2 separate regions of the Cyprinus carpio genome follow, and region 2 is linked to region 1. The links are chromatin contacts, called in public Hi-C maps. All regions are on one chromosome and are shown on one strand. Each heading gives the region's core, a stretch centred on a gene start, on an enhancer-like site or on the middle of the called end of the contact. The rest is flanking DNA. Distances are from core to core; before and after follow the strand shown.

Region 1 (6,537 bases), core at 258-2,757:
GAGGTTAGCGTGGCATAAACTGATCAACTGAATTACCATAGGTTAACTAAACATAAACCTCATGAAAAAGACAGTTTTTTCTTGTTTACCAGGAAAAATGGCTAAAAAAAACATTAATTTACTTGAGAGCTAATTACTAAAGTCAAAAATGCTGATTTAAAAATGTCTTTCAAGAGTGAAATTATGAAGGTATATATTATCTAATGTATTCAATCCATGGTGGTTGAACAGGAATAGGTAGCACAAGGCTACGCAAATGGATGCCTTATGAAGATTTACTAAGCGTTCAATTGGCCAAGCAACTGCTGTAGATCATCATGGTTTTTCTTGGATCTGTTGTCACTGCTCTTTACTTGTGAGCACTAAAGATGGAACTCAGATCTCTAATCATAGCGGCTCACTGTTTTTATTGGAAGACAATGCATTGTCATTATGGACTTTGGCGGTTGCGGCTGTACAAAAATGTATGTGCCCTCTGGTTTAGGATCTGAAGAGAAACCCTGAAGGCTGAACATCTTTAGCAATTCGAGAAAAAAGGAAGTTAATTATGCTGTATTATTATTTAATTTAAGCTATGTCTGTCTGTCTGTGTATCTATCTGTGTCTGTCTATTACTCTATCTATATAAGTAAAAGCGCCAAAGTTTAACACACTGTATTGTTTTTTTTTTTTTTCTTGTTTTTTTTTAACAAGGATAATTTTGCTTATATATAACTTTACATGGCAGGTTCTGGTCTTTAGTATCCACCATTGCTTCTCTTGCTACACCACTGCTGTTCCAGGGAACCAGTTCAAATGTATGAAGACAGATGGGCGCTTGTTGCGCAACTCATGATATGGTTCTTTTTAAGGCTGGGGTTCTCTCACTAATCTGGGATCGTATTCTTAGGTTCACTCTCCCTTTTTTTCTTAGGAAGCGTGCTGTAAAATGTGTGTTTTGTGGCGCAGAATCAATTCATGTCACTCTTGAGATTTGCATTCTCACTGTTCATGAATGCTATATAACCAGTTGAATTCCTAAGACATATTACATAAATTTTCTTTGTACATGTCTTTGCTGTGAGACAGAAAAAAAGTTTCCGAGAATGGCTTGTGTCTGCACCAGAAATTTTTACATCTGTGAATATCCACCCACACTTTTCATTTCTCCTGCGACATACAAATGCAGATGTCCTTATGCAACAAGAGACCTGGCAGTAAATTTGTCCCTTGTGCTAAAAAGAGCAAGGCATCCACCCCCCACCAACACTGAATATGATATAGGGCTGAACTACAAGCCCTGTCTTAAAACCAGTGCTAAGCTTGTTTTCCCTATATAATTATTTTTGCAATCAGTTAATAGAGGAAATAAGTCTTGGTTATGTAAATAAATATATAAGACCATTTAATTAAAGAAAATATGTTAGTGGCACACCTTGTTGTCTATGACGCAGATGTAAAGCAAACATGACAAAATAAGCTATTAATCACAGAGAGAGGCCACTTTAAGTGGTGAGTATTACAGGGCCTGAAGGGAGATTATCAAGGGTTGGGCTCTTCCTTGTCTGTGTGGTTTCATGGAGAATTAGTGTTTTGTACAGCATGACCATGACAAGAGGCCTGTGTGTACTGTACTATTTCAACGACGGGCTGTCTACATTTTACTGTAGTGTAACAATATGGAAATAAAAGCACGGATAACCCAAGATACTCATTCAAGCTGATCATATTAAGTTACTCTAGCTAATGTTTAAAAATGATGTTGTGTTTTCTTAAATGTAAACAACATCATTCATTTCCGTAAAAGTCCTCAGTCAGCGAGAATCTGGTCTTTTTACATCACAGGTAAGCTTACATAACGTGATTCTATAAGTTGTCTCGGACTTCTAGATAAGAACCTGTGGATTGTATCAAACATTAACCGAAGCAAGGCCTACAACAGCTGAATGAAACATCAAAACTAAAAGACAAACGGTGGCGTTGTCATAGGTAATCTCTTAGTTAATACTCTCTGCATCAATAATTATCTACAAAAACGTACACCACTGTTCACTAGCATTTGATTAATAATTTTATTCAGCAAGGATGCATTAATAAATTGATCAAAATTTTTAATATTACAAAAACACTGTTCTTTTGAACTTTCTATTCAATAAATAATTCTGAAAAAAAAGTGTATCACTATTTCCATAAAAATATTTAGTAGCACAACTGTTTTCAACACTGATAACAATAATAGTTCTTAAGCACCAAATCAGCATATTAGAATGATTTTTTTAAGGATCATGTGACACCGAAGGCTGAAGTAATGGAGAAAATTCAGCTTTGCATCACAGGAATAAATAAAACTTTAAAATATATTCCAAAAATAGAAAACAGTTATTAAACTTTAATAATATTTCACAATATTACTGTATTTTTCAACAAATAAATAAAATTACTTTTTTAAAAAACTTTATAAAATCTAAACTTTTAAATGGTAGTGTACTGGCATGTGGAAATAATTGTTTTATCTTTTACAACTTATTTTTTTTTTTTAAGTGTGTTTGTAATATTTACTTTAAAATAAATGCCACATGTTTGATATTTTTTTATCTAGTGCAAAGACATCCATACATTTTAAGTGTGGCTTAGGTGTCCAGACATTTTTTTGGATTAAATGGTTCATTAGTTATTTAACTGATAATATTCTAATATTATATCGGTGACAAAAAGTAGTATCAAAATGTTTCCAGTGATTAACATGTCCCACAGACCATAGGCTATTTAAAGACAAGGAGGGGAATAAAAGACATACAAACATCTTTTGCACCTGTCTCACACTGACTGCTTGTATTTCAGCTTTGCAGTCATGAAATATGGCCCTGACCTCCAGTTAACTCAGACACAGAAGATGAATGAGGAAGTTGTTCTTTGTCAGAAGTGAACTGATGAACAGACAACTATAGATTGCAGTGTTATGTATACTTACCAGTCTGTGTTTCTATTCTTCAGAAAGCCTCACGCCTCACCCGTGCGCTAATGAAGTATGGATAATATGTACTCATGATCACCATGTCAAACCTTGTTTAGTCACATTGAGATGTCAATCTTGTGACATTCTCCAGGATTTGTGTCATACTAGTGAGGAATCTGTGTTCTTTTACAGGCCTTCTGCCTTCAAGAATAGCCTTATTTATAGTTTCTATTCATTTTCTTCATTATAAATGGCTTGTTTGGAAAATGAATCCACTAAAGTGCCTGATGTGGTCTGATGCATTCTATAGGCTACTGTAAACTAGTTATGGTACATGACATTTTATGGTGCCCTTTGTGTTTATTCTTTTGATGATTTGAGTTAGTCATTGTTAGAACCTACCAAGAAAAGCTCAATAAGACCAGATTGTGGGTTGTAAAATTCAGTATGACTTGAACATGTTGGGTTGATGCACTCTAGACTTATTTTAACGCAGTCCTAAAATTATTAACTGCCCAATGTTATGGCTTTGACGACTTTTGCCTACCGCAGTACCTAGTCAGCGAATATGTGTGTGGTGTAATCAAATAATAAAAATAAATCCACATCCACCACTCTCAGGTGTTTCAAGATTCAAGGGCGGCAGAATTGCTTTGCAAACAAAAAGATTACTTGTGTATCCTTAATAAACCGTTTCGGGATTTAGATGCACCTTTTTTGGGTGTGAAACTGGGAACAGCCTTTCTGATTGTTTGCAGAAAGAGATGTTTTACTTAAAGGTATTTGTCTACGTGCATTAGGTCAGATGGATACACCCAGAAGAGGTGCTATTACAGTTGAACATCCACCCAGCAGGGCCTTCAGTAATGACGAGGTGAATATCAAGTATTTCCTTGGTTTCCCTCCATTTGAATGTCCTGCGACCCTTCTAAATCACTTCAGGCCTGGATTGTCACCAACAATGCTCTCCTAGCTCAAGGCAAGCTATTTTTAGGCCAGTGACGCAGGTGTCTCGTATCACCACCTGCTCAGAACACCGATGAGGGCTCCCTCTTTCCGTGCTGCTTGGCAACGGGGGATGCTGTTGCCAGGGGAACTGAAATTGGTTGACATCACACACTGTCAAAACCTCCCCTATTGAAATGTTATGTAGTTCAGCTCTCTGATCACATACACACTGATCTATCATGATTAACCCCAACACCCACCCCCCGCTGCTGTTGCCCCCAAGTCTGATCAACAGCTTGTGAGCTGTGAGTCATCCACAAATGCCACGCTGCAGAGAATCATTCTTTTCATCCTCTGTGTAACCAAAATAAATCCAATCAGAACAGATGTTTGGATGTTTTCCTAGTCAGTCCACACAAACACACTGTTAACATCATACAGTTGAGAATTAAGATATATTTAACCATGTATCCTTCATTCCCCAATAGATACCAGACTTCATATTTAGGACAGTCCCGGTGGTAATAATCTATTTCTTGGTAGTCTCACAGTATTTGCAGTTTTAACATCAGTACTGTGGGAGTAGATGGTTCTGATTTGGTTCCCTATAAACATCCCTATTTTCAGATTTATACGGTTTATGGTTTTCTCTCTTCTTTTCTTTCTCATTTGGGACCAGTGAAGAAAAGCCTGTTGGATGAGCTTAGTTATCTTTGTTTTTCAGCAGCACTGGCAACACCTCACATTTATTTGTGTAAAAGCTCATTCAAATCTGGGTTCATATAATATAAAATAATTAATAAAAATATAAATGTGTACATATAAAAAGAAAGAGAAAACATAAATAACACACACACACACACACACACACACACACACACACACACACACACACACATATATATATATAATCCATTACTAGTATAATATTACTAGCAAATAATCCAAAAGTGAGTAGTATTTTGTATCTTGTGTGTGTGCGTACATGCGTGTGCGTGTGTGTGTGTGTGTGTGTGTGTGTGTGTGTGTGTGTGTGTGTGTTTGTGTACACACATGTAAGGTACAAAATACTTATGGTTTTTTTACCAAACAGGTTTAGAGTTTGCATTTTAAACCTTGTAGTCTTGTTTGGTAAATTATATAAATATACATACATACATGCATGCATGTATAGGCATGTATTTGAAATACAAGACCATAAGTTACAAAAAAAAAAAAAAATTCACAGATACGGAGCACTTAATAGTAAAAAAGTGTGTTTATGCTTATGCTGTTGTTTTGTTTCTGGTTCCTCTCTTCAGAAGTGAGACATTTACAATTACAACTTCTTATGTGCTGCTTTGATAACTGAGGTCACAAGCAGGGTGGGTGTGTTACAGCTGCACGCCTCCGCCAATCCAATTAAAGAGTGCTGTGAAATTATTCATGAGCAGATATTCGACCAGTAAGACGCGCGTATGCAAATCTCTTGGCTATAAAGAGCATTCAGATGGTGCGTATCTAGCATTACTGTAATACTTAACGCTTCTGTTGGTCGTACGTGGATTGGGAATAGTGCATCACGAGCGTAGCTGGATGACCTCACAAACCGTGTCGATCTATAAGCTATATAGCTGATATCGAGTGCAACTGTGAAATAACTCAGCTTTTCAAAAACGACCTTGCGAAGGAACTTCATCTGTTCGGAAAGGCTGCGATATCTGTACGGGAGTAGACCAGAAGTTTTTGCCATTTTAAACTGGTTGTTCTTTCCATCGCCATGTCCTCCGGTGATGTGTCAGAGCAGTGTCGGCGGTTTTGCGTGTTATCTTGGGAGCAGGTGCAACGTTTGGACTCTATTCTTGGCGAGACGGTTCCAGTTCACGGACGTGGAAACTTCCCGACGCTTTCGGTTCAGCCGCGACAAATTGTTCAGGTTATTATGAAAACACATAACGTTATCTGAATACGCTTTCTCCACTACAGCATTTAGTTATAAACTTTACTTTTTTGGGGTCTGTATAATATTTTACCTTTATTTCCTTTATTTCATAATATGGCTAGATTGTTTTATAATGCATCCCTCGATACTAATATCATAGTATGTTACTTTTACTTCTTTTTTTAATTACTAGTGAATAATTCAAGCATCATTTCTTATCTCCATTTCTCTAGTTTCATTAGTGCTTAGTATTCCAGTAGTGAATATCTATTCAATTAGTTATTAGGACCCTTGCTACTTGTCACTATATGTATTCAGGTCGTAACCAGGTACTTAATCCAATTTTTCTACTAACTATTGATTTGCCAGGAGTATTTATTACTTGGTTCTTGTAACTATTATATTAGTAACTAGTATCTATTACAGTTGTGCCAGTACTAAATGAATATACATACCCATTTATCAAACACTTTTGTGCATTTCAGTTTACTGTGTACTTGTAACACTTAAATCTGAATTGTAAAGTAAAAAGCAATTATAACTAGTAATAATTGTAACTGATATTAGTGTTTCACGCATAATAAAGCTGGAATAGATACTAATACCATATGGGGACTATAGGAACTAGAACCTAATGAAGAGTAAGAGAAAAATCTGAAATACATACTTGTCAGAAGTGAATATTTAATATCAGAATCACAGTTGGTTACAGAATTCAATGACAAAAATGTGC
Region 2 (6,816 bases), core at 1,988-4,487, 37 kb after region 1:
ACTAGTTAAGATTTTATTAAAAAATACAAATAAATATTTCCGGAAACTGCCTTGTGCAACATTCAAAAGACAACAATGTGAGACTAGAAGTTGTTTTCAATGCCAGTTTAAAAGATTTCACCTCAGTGAAACTCTCAAGCTGATTAGTACCTTTTAAGCTGATTAAGAAATAAGTGAAACTGGGTTTGTAGGTGGAAAAAAATGCTTTGAATTTGGCAGCAGGAAAAGTGTATGCTATGCAAGGGGATGTGGATGTTCTCACTAAAGGATTAATGGCAGATAGGTAGGGAAATGAGAGTAAGAGGGGATTTACACACTAACACACTTCTGCCTTTAACTGTCTATAGAGTTTATTGTCTGAGTCACAAAGGCATGTCTTGTCAATTGCAAGTTCCCTTTTTGAAGCAATTGATGTGTATGACAGCATGCTGGAATCATGAGCGAGTGACATTTAGTGTCTGGTCATGTTGTTCAAAATGGTTTGTAGCATGTGAGCTACATCAGGCTAATTATGCTGAATGAAACATTGTTAAAGAAATAGTTCACCCAAAAATGAAAATGTACTCGCCCTCAGGCCATCCAAGATGTTGATGAGTTTGTTTCTTCATCCGAACAGATTTGGTGAAATTTAGCATTTCATTACTTCACGTCAGAATAAGAGTTAAAATAGCTGATAAAAATAATGCAATAATAAACAATAATCCACAAGTAATCCACACAACTCCAGTCCATCAGTTAACATCTTGTGAAGGAAAAATCTGTGTGTTTATAATAAACAAATTCATCTTTAACAAACCCTTGCTTCAGGCTAAAATGAGAGTCCTCTATCCCTAATATTGTCTTCATTCAGCAGAGAAATATGCAGATCAAGCATAAGTGAAAATAGTCTAAAAGAGTTCTAAACAATTCTTTTTTATGTGGCAGGACCCCAAGGGATGGACTTTTTCACTAGAGGAAGCATTATTATGAATTATTAACTCATATTTCAGTCAGAAGCAATGGTTTATATTTAAAATGCCTTAATACTGGATTTGTTTCAAACATGCAGCTTTTAACTTCACAAGATGTTAAGTGATGGACTGAAGACATTTGGATTACTTGTGGATTATTTTGATGTTTTTAATTAGCTCTCATTCTGACGACATCCATCCATTGATCAGCAAATAGCTTGAGGGTGAGTACATTTTCAGCAAATTTTTATTTTGGGGTGAACTATTCCTTTAATATACATCTGTTCTCAGTTGTAATGACAATCACACCTTTGTGGTTTCAACCAGACATACTGTATACAAAGCACTAGTTCTGACCCTGGCATGCGAGTGCCTTGAAATCCTCAGAAAATATTCCTTTAAAGATATTGGCACACAAACATGCTCAGAACTATCCAACGTAACCAAAAAAAAAAAAAAGTTCTTTTGCTGAGATTTTATAAATATGCTCTTAACCAGAGGCTGGTGTGCATGCCGTGGCAATCCAGCCTAGCATCTTTGCATTTTATTACAGGGGCTCTCTGCGCCTAAAAAAAACTGAAGCACGGTGAAATCATTCATTTTCTGGTCTGATGTCATCTCAGACTCTCCATAATTGCCGGAGTCCGGCGTCTTGTGTCTATAATTGGTAGAGACACCGCAAACTCTCTGAGAAGACACTGTAGGTGGGTACTGGTGGATTCATTATTTTGTCATAAAATTGAAGCGGGAGGTCATCAAAGGGAAAACCATTTTTTAAGTCTTTTCTTTTTTTCTCCTCCCTTTTTCTTTGTGGTTTGAAAACCAGGCCTTCCAGGCAAGTTCTACTTGTTGTCTGTCTGTTGCTGTTGAGAACCGGTTGCAGTTGCTGACTGATGTGGGGTGCTTGCAGAGGGTAATGATAGATCTGTTTCCCAGAAACCTGCTGTAATTCAGCACATTTTAAAAGTATGTTGATAATTTTATATAATTTATGCAACCATAGAAGCCATAGAGGTTATTTAGGGTGAAGGCATTGGAGGACGACCGGAAGTGTACACTTATAAAGGTAAGTTAAGAGTAAGTGGTGAATATTTGTGTATATACAGGTCCATGAAATGTTGTTGGTGTTATGGTGATGGTGCATTTTGTGCACATTTTGGTGGGAAAAATCCCACCATATATTTGCTGCCTTATTTTAGACAGATCTAATCTGAGGTCACCCAGATGGAATGAGCTTTAGTTTAGCTTCTCAAACATGCTTTGCACATTTGAGTGAATAACAATAAAACCTCCAGGCCCCACGTCACAATGTTCCTACAGAAAGAGTGTGATGAAAAGTGTAGGAGGGTTCATAAAAATCCAATATCACCCTCCCACAAAATGCAAAATAAAGCCAAATTGTGCATTTTAAAAGAATATTCTGGGTTAATGTCTATGAAAACTTTCTATATTACCACAGGAAATATAAAATGTCAATTCGTCAAAAACGGATGTTGACAGCCTCTTTAACTGTATAGAAAAAAGATGCAGTGAAAGTGAATGGGTACCAAGACTATCAGTACCCAGTATTTGGCCAAGCATCTCGTTTTGTGTTCCACAGAAGAAATAAAGTCATGAGACGACATGAGGGTGAGTAAAATATATATTAATATCTGGGTGAACTTTTTTTTGGTTTAAAATAATATTTTTTATGTATTTTGAGTCCACTGCAGTGCTTTCCCACAGCACGATATTGATATTATATAACACCGTGCTGCCATCTGCTGCTCAAATCATGTAACACCTGTTGAGTGTGTGTGTGTGTGTGTGTGTGTGTGTGTGTGTGTGTGTGTGTGTGTGTGTGTGTGTGTGTGTGTGTGTGTGTGTGTGTGTGTGTGTGTGTGTGTGGTAAACCAAATGCCCCAAAACTCTTTATTTTTTACACGCTGTCTAGCTGATGCTTCGACTTAATAACGGGAAAAATGATTATGCTTGCAAATGTCCAGACAAATTAGAGTTGTGAAAGATCGAGCTACTCCATAAAAAATAAATACCATTCAGTAAACATACAAATAACAGACTACAAGAATGCTAAAATAGCAACATGTAACGTCTTTTTCATAAAGCGTTACCACGCACAATGTGTCCCCATTAGGAAATGATGCTTATAAACGTGTCTAAGCTAACAGATCCAATTTACAAAGTTCATAGCATGTCTGCTGCAAATTTCTTTCTTAAAAAAACACACAACTTTTATCGCCCTGGCATCGTCTATATTTAGGAGTTGTCGTAAATCCAGATGGATTGATTGACAGCTCCGACTGTCCCGAAGGCCCCGCCCCCTCGGCTCAACTGACCGTGCAGGAGCAACTTATGCGTGGGAACAAAACTTAGTACATTTAACGTTAGCTGAATTAAGATTTATGTGACATAACGTATTATAAACACATCACCTTTTCACTTAAAGCACATTAATGCGCACATAATGACGCGAGAGGAGGACCTGTTGCGGATTGCTAAAAAACTAGACAAGATGGTGTCTAGAAATAACATGGTGAGATCCTAATTTTGACGCAACGCTTTACGCTGTTTGTTTGTGCGATCTCTGTGCATGCTGCTAATGAGTAACTCATTTAACCTTTTTTGCATGTGTTTTTAGGCTGTTTTAATAATATTTCATTCAGATACAAGCGTGCACAAGCGTTGTTTAATTTTGTTTGTAAAAGTGTGAGAGACCATAATGTGTGTGTAATAGGACTACAGAGACCCATTTGTAACAACAGGTGTTGGCTGAGGATTGCGCAGATTTACTTTAGATTTATTCAGGGCAGCGACAAGAACGAGGACGAAAGTGTGTTCAGTATAGACAGTTTTGTTGACAGCTTTTGTTAATTCTTAACCGCATGTATGTATTGTAGTAAATGGCACAAGGTCGTGAAGACGGCTTGTGTTTTGGCCGACACATACTTTCACGCGCACGGGGCCCGGGCACAGAATTTAAAGGGATAGTTCACACAAAACTGAAAATGAAAAGCAATAATTTACTCACCCTGATGTTGTTCCAGTATGTCTTCGTACTTGCTTTTTTGGAACACAAATGCAAAAATGCCTGAAATTTTGCAGCAGTGACATTGAGTTATTATAATATAAAAATAAATAAAAGAAACATTAAATTATATTAATACAAATACAATTATTATGTAATTAAATATTTGAAAAAATACTAACAGAATGATCTATCCCCCTGTCTGTGTAGGACGGAGCTCTAGATCTTCTGAGAGAATTGAAAGATTTCAACATGACACTGAAGCTGCTTCAGGTATGTCTGCTGGAGCAGTTGTATTGACAAACTTTATTGATTCCTTTAGGGAATTATAGCTGTATCACAAACAGCAATCATTATGGACTGTGCAAAAAAAAAAAAAATCCATATCAGAATAATATGGAGAGATTTATAATTTAAGTTAAATTTGAAATGTAATAGAGATTTTTTAAAAAGACTTGCAAAGAATATAAAAGATATGACACATCATATAGATTACATAAATGCAGCTGCTCTTGTTAGCATCACAGTAGGTGGTTATCTGATATCTCATGGTTTTGTTTGTCTAACGTTTAAGATTTACTTTGTTCCAGGATACAAGAATTGGCATGTCTGTCAACGGAATAAGAAAACATTGCTCAGATGAGGATGTTGTCAACTTGGCAAAGATCCTTATCAAAAACTGGAAGAAGCTTTTGGGTAGGGGTCATGTTGTAAAGAAATAACAAATAAGGTCTGGCTTAAAATGTAATGTTTTTATGCATTTATGCCTTTATGTCTTTGTCAGAATCAGCTCAAAACCAAACGTCTGAGAGGTCGAATGAGGTGAAGAATGGCAGTCATCCAAGCAAGACATCAGGGTCACCCAACAGGACCTCGCCTGAGAGAGAGTCCAGGTATGTTTGCTGATAACAGGGTAAAACATGGAAGTATTCCAGACACAGCTTATGTACAGTGTAACTGAATGCTTTGGGAAACTCTTCCTTTAAACATACCATCGGGTGACCTATTTTTTATGCTAACATTAATTTTTGCAAAAGAGGATGTGAGTAAAGAGTTGTTGTTTGCGTAATGAAGTATAACCTGTTTATCTCGTCAGTCCACAAAGGTCAGCAACGGAAATTAAACCAGACATAAACTTTAACAAGAAACTCAATGAAAAACACAGAAGACAGAAAACCGATGCAGAGCTCAGGAGTGAAAAACGAGAAAGTGAGCAGAAAAAAGAGAAACAAACTATTAACAATAAAAAGGAGCGAGAGAGGTGAGAAGGCCGGTGCTGTATAAAGCCCCTCTATCCCTGCAAAACTCTGCCTTTAGATTGAGGAGTGTTATGTGCATTCTGTCTAGGAGAGATGCACTGAACAGCGATCGTCTTCCTTCCCCTATGACGCATTCATCTCCACCCCCCAAGTGTTCACCGCCTGGGGAAGTGAAGAGGGAGAGGTTAGGGCTTGTGCATGTGACTGTGGTTAGGAGGAAGCACTTATACCACATAACAAAACATGCAGCCATTTCTGATTATGCACTTTTTCTGCAACTGTGTGGTTCTTCTGTTGGTGGAATTTAAGAATTGGCTTTTAATTCATGTCCAGCAGGATGTTCAGTTAAACTGAAATTAAACAGGTAGTGGAATTTACAAATTAAAAAATCAACATAGTCACCCAGCAGAGAAATTTCATTGGTTACACAGCAAAACAAAAGTGCATCATTCATTTTCACTAATTATGTTTTTTTTTATTTTTCACTAAAATACACATCTACGCTAACTGATTAGACATTCACTAGAGTTCAGAAATTTGGGCTGAGTAAGATTTTTTTTTTAATGTTTTGAATAAAATGTTCAAAAGAACAGTGTTTATTTGAAATATATTTTTGTAACATTATAAATGAATTAATATAAATTATAAATTAATAAATTTAATTAATTTAATGCATCCTTTCTGATTAAAACTATTTATTTCTTTAAAAAAAATTCTTACTGACCCCAAAGTTTGAAAGGTAGTGTATTTCTTTAAACCTATAGCTAAATACTTGAAACATTACACTACACATGTATTTCTATCTTCCTTAGATTCAAATTTGAATTGCAGTTCTGCATCATGTTTGCTACATCAATTTAAATTCAGGAATTAACTTTAAAAAAGTTGTTCTCAGATCTGAATGGTGCATGACCCTGGTGCCATGGTTTGTTTTGCTGCTCTAGTTGTCCAGCGTACAAGTGGAAACAGTAATGTAAGATGATTTTTTTTTTTTTTTTTTTTTTTTTTAAAAAGATGCTCCTGTTGATTTTTTCCCTCCTGCTTCAATCAATTCCCACCCTCCTCTAAGACGCTCATCGATAGATGCAAGGAAAGAGAGGTCAGAGCGTTTTGCATATATACTGTATACATGTGTCAGTTAAAAACATGTCATTGAAGTGCAAATAGTTTTGTTTTCTGATGTAGTCTATTGGTTTTATTGCATATTACCTACAGTGGTAGTTAATATAGCAACAGAAACAGTTCAGCAGTTTGGTTCAGTAAAAAAAAAAAAATTTTTTAGTTAATGCTTTTATTCAGTACATTAAATTGAGAAAAAATGGCAGTACAATTATTATATTTTATAATCCTGAATAAAAATGATCACAGATTAACATATTAAGCAGCAAATCTGTTTTCAACATTTATAGTAATGAAAAACATGAGCACCAAATCAGCATATTAGAATGATTTCTGAATGATCATGTGACACTGAAGACCTGAAGAGAGTAATGATGCTGACAATTCACGTTTGTCATCACAAGATTAAATGTCATTTTAAAATTATATTAAAATGATCAAATAAATGCAGCCTTGATGAGCG

The links. A called contact is a pair of places that touch in the nucleus more often than the background predicts.
Region 2: a contact with region 1 is called in a Hi-C map of skeletal muscle, with 2.0 times the contacts expected there. The contact joins the promoter of LOC109106131 here to the enhancer-like site in region 1. A contact is called at or near these places in 6 of 8 Hi-C or Micro-C datasets (liver and skeletal muscle).

What each region holds. Positions count from the first base shown.
Region 1 is chrA16:14,135,139-14,141,675 of ASM1834038v1, forward strand. LOC109050564 (terminal nucleotidyltransferase 5A-like) reads left to right here and starts at 5,378. Exons shown (of 2, transcript XM_019068126.2): 1 at 5,378-5,798. The coding sequence starts at 5,643. Within about 2 kb of position 1,508, at least 1 of the 8 cell types and tissues checked has an H3K27ac peak or open chromatin away from gene starts, as enhancers often do. A contact at or near this core is called in skeletal muscle, where this site is marked.
Region 2 is chrA16:14,170,301-14,177,116 of ASM1834038v1, forward strand. It overlaps LOC109106131 (serine/arginine repetitive matrix protein 1-like), which reads left to right and starts at 3,238. Exons shown (of 23, transcript XM_042772831.1): 1 at 3,238-3,483; 2 at 4,186-4,248; 3 at 4,566-4,671; 4 at 4,760-4,868; 5 at 5,072-5,236; 6 at 5,323-5,419; 7 at 6,245-6,333. The coding sequence starts at 3,415.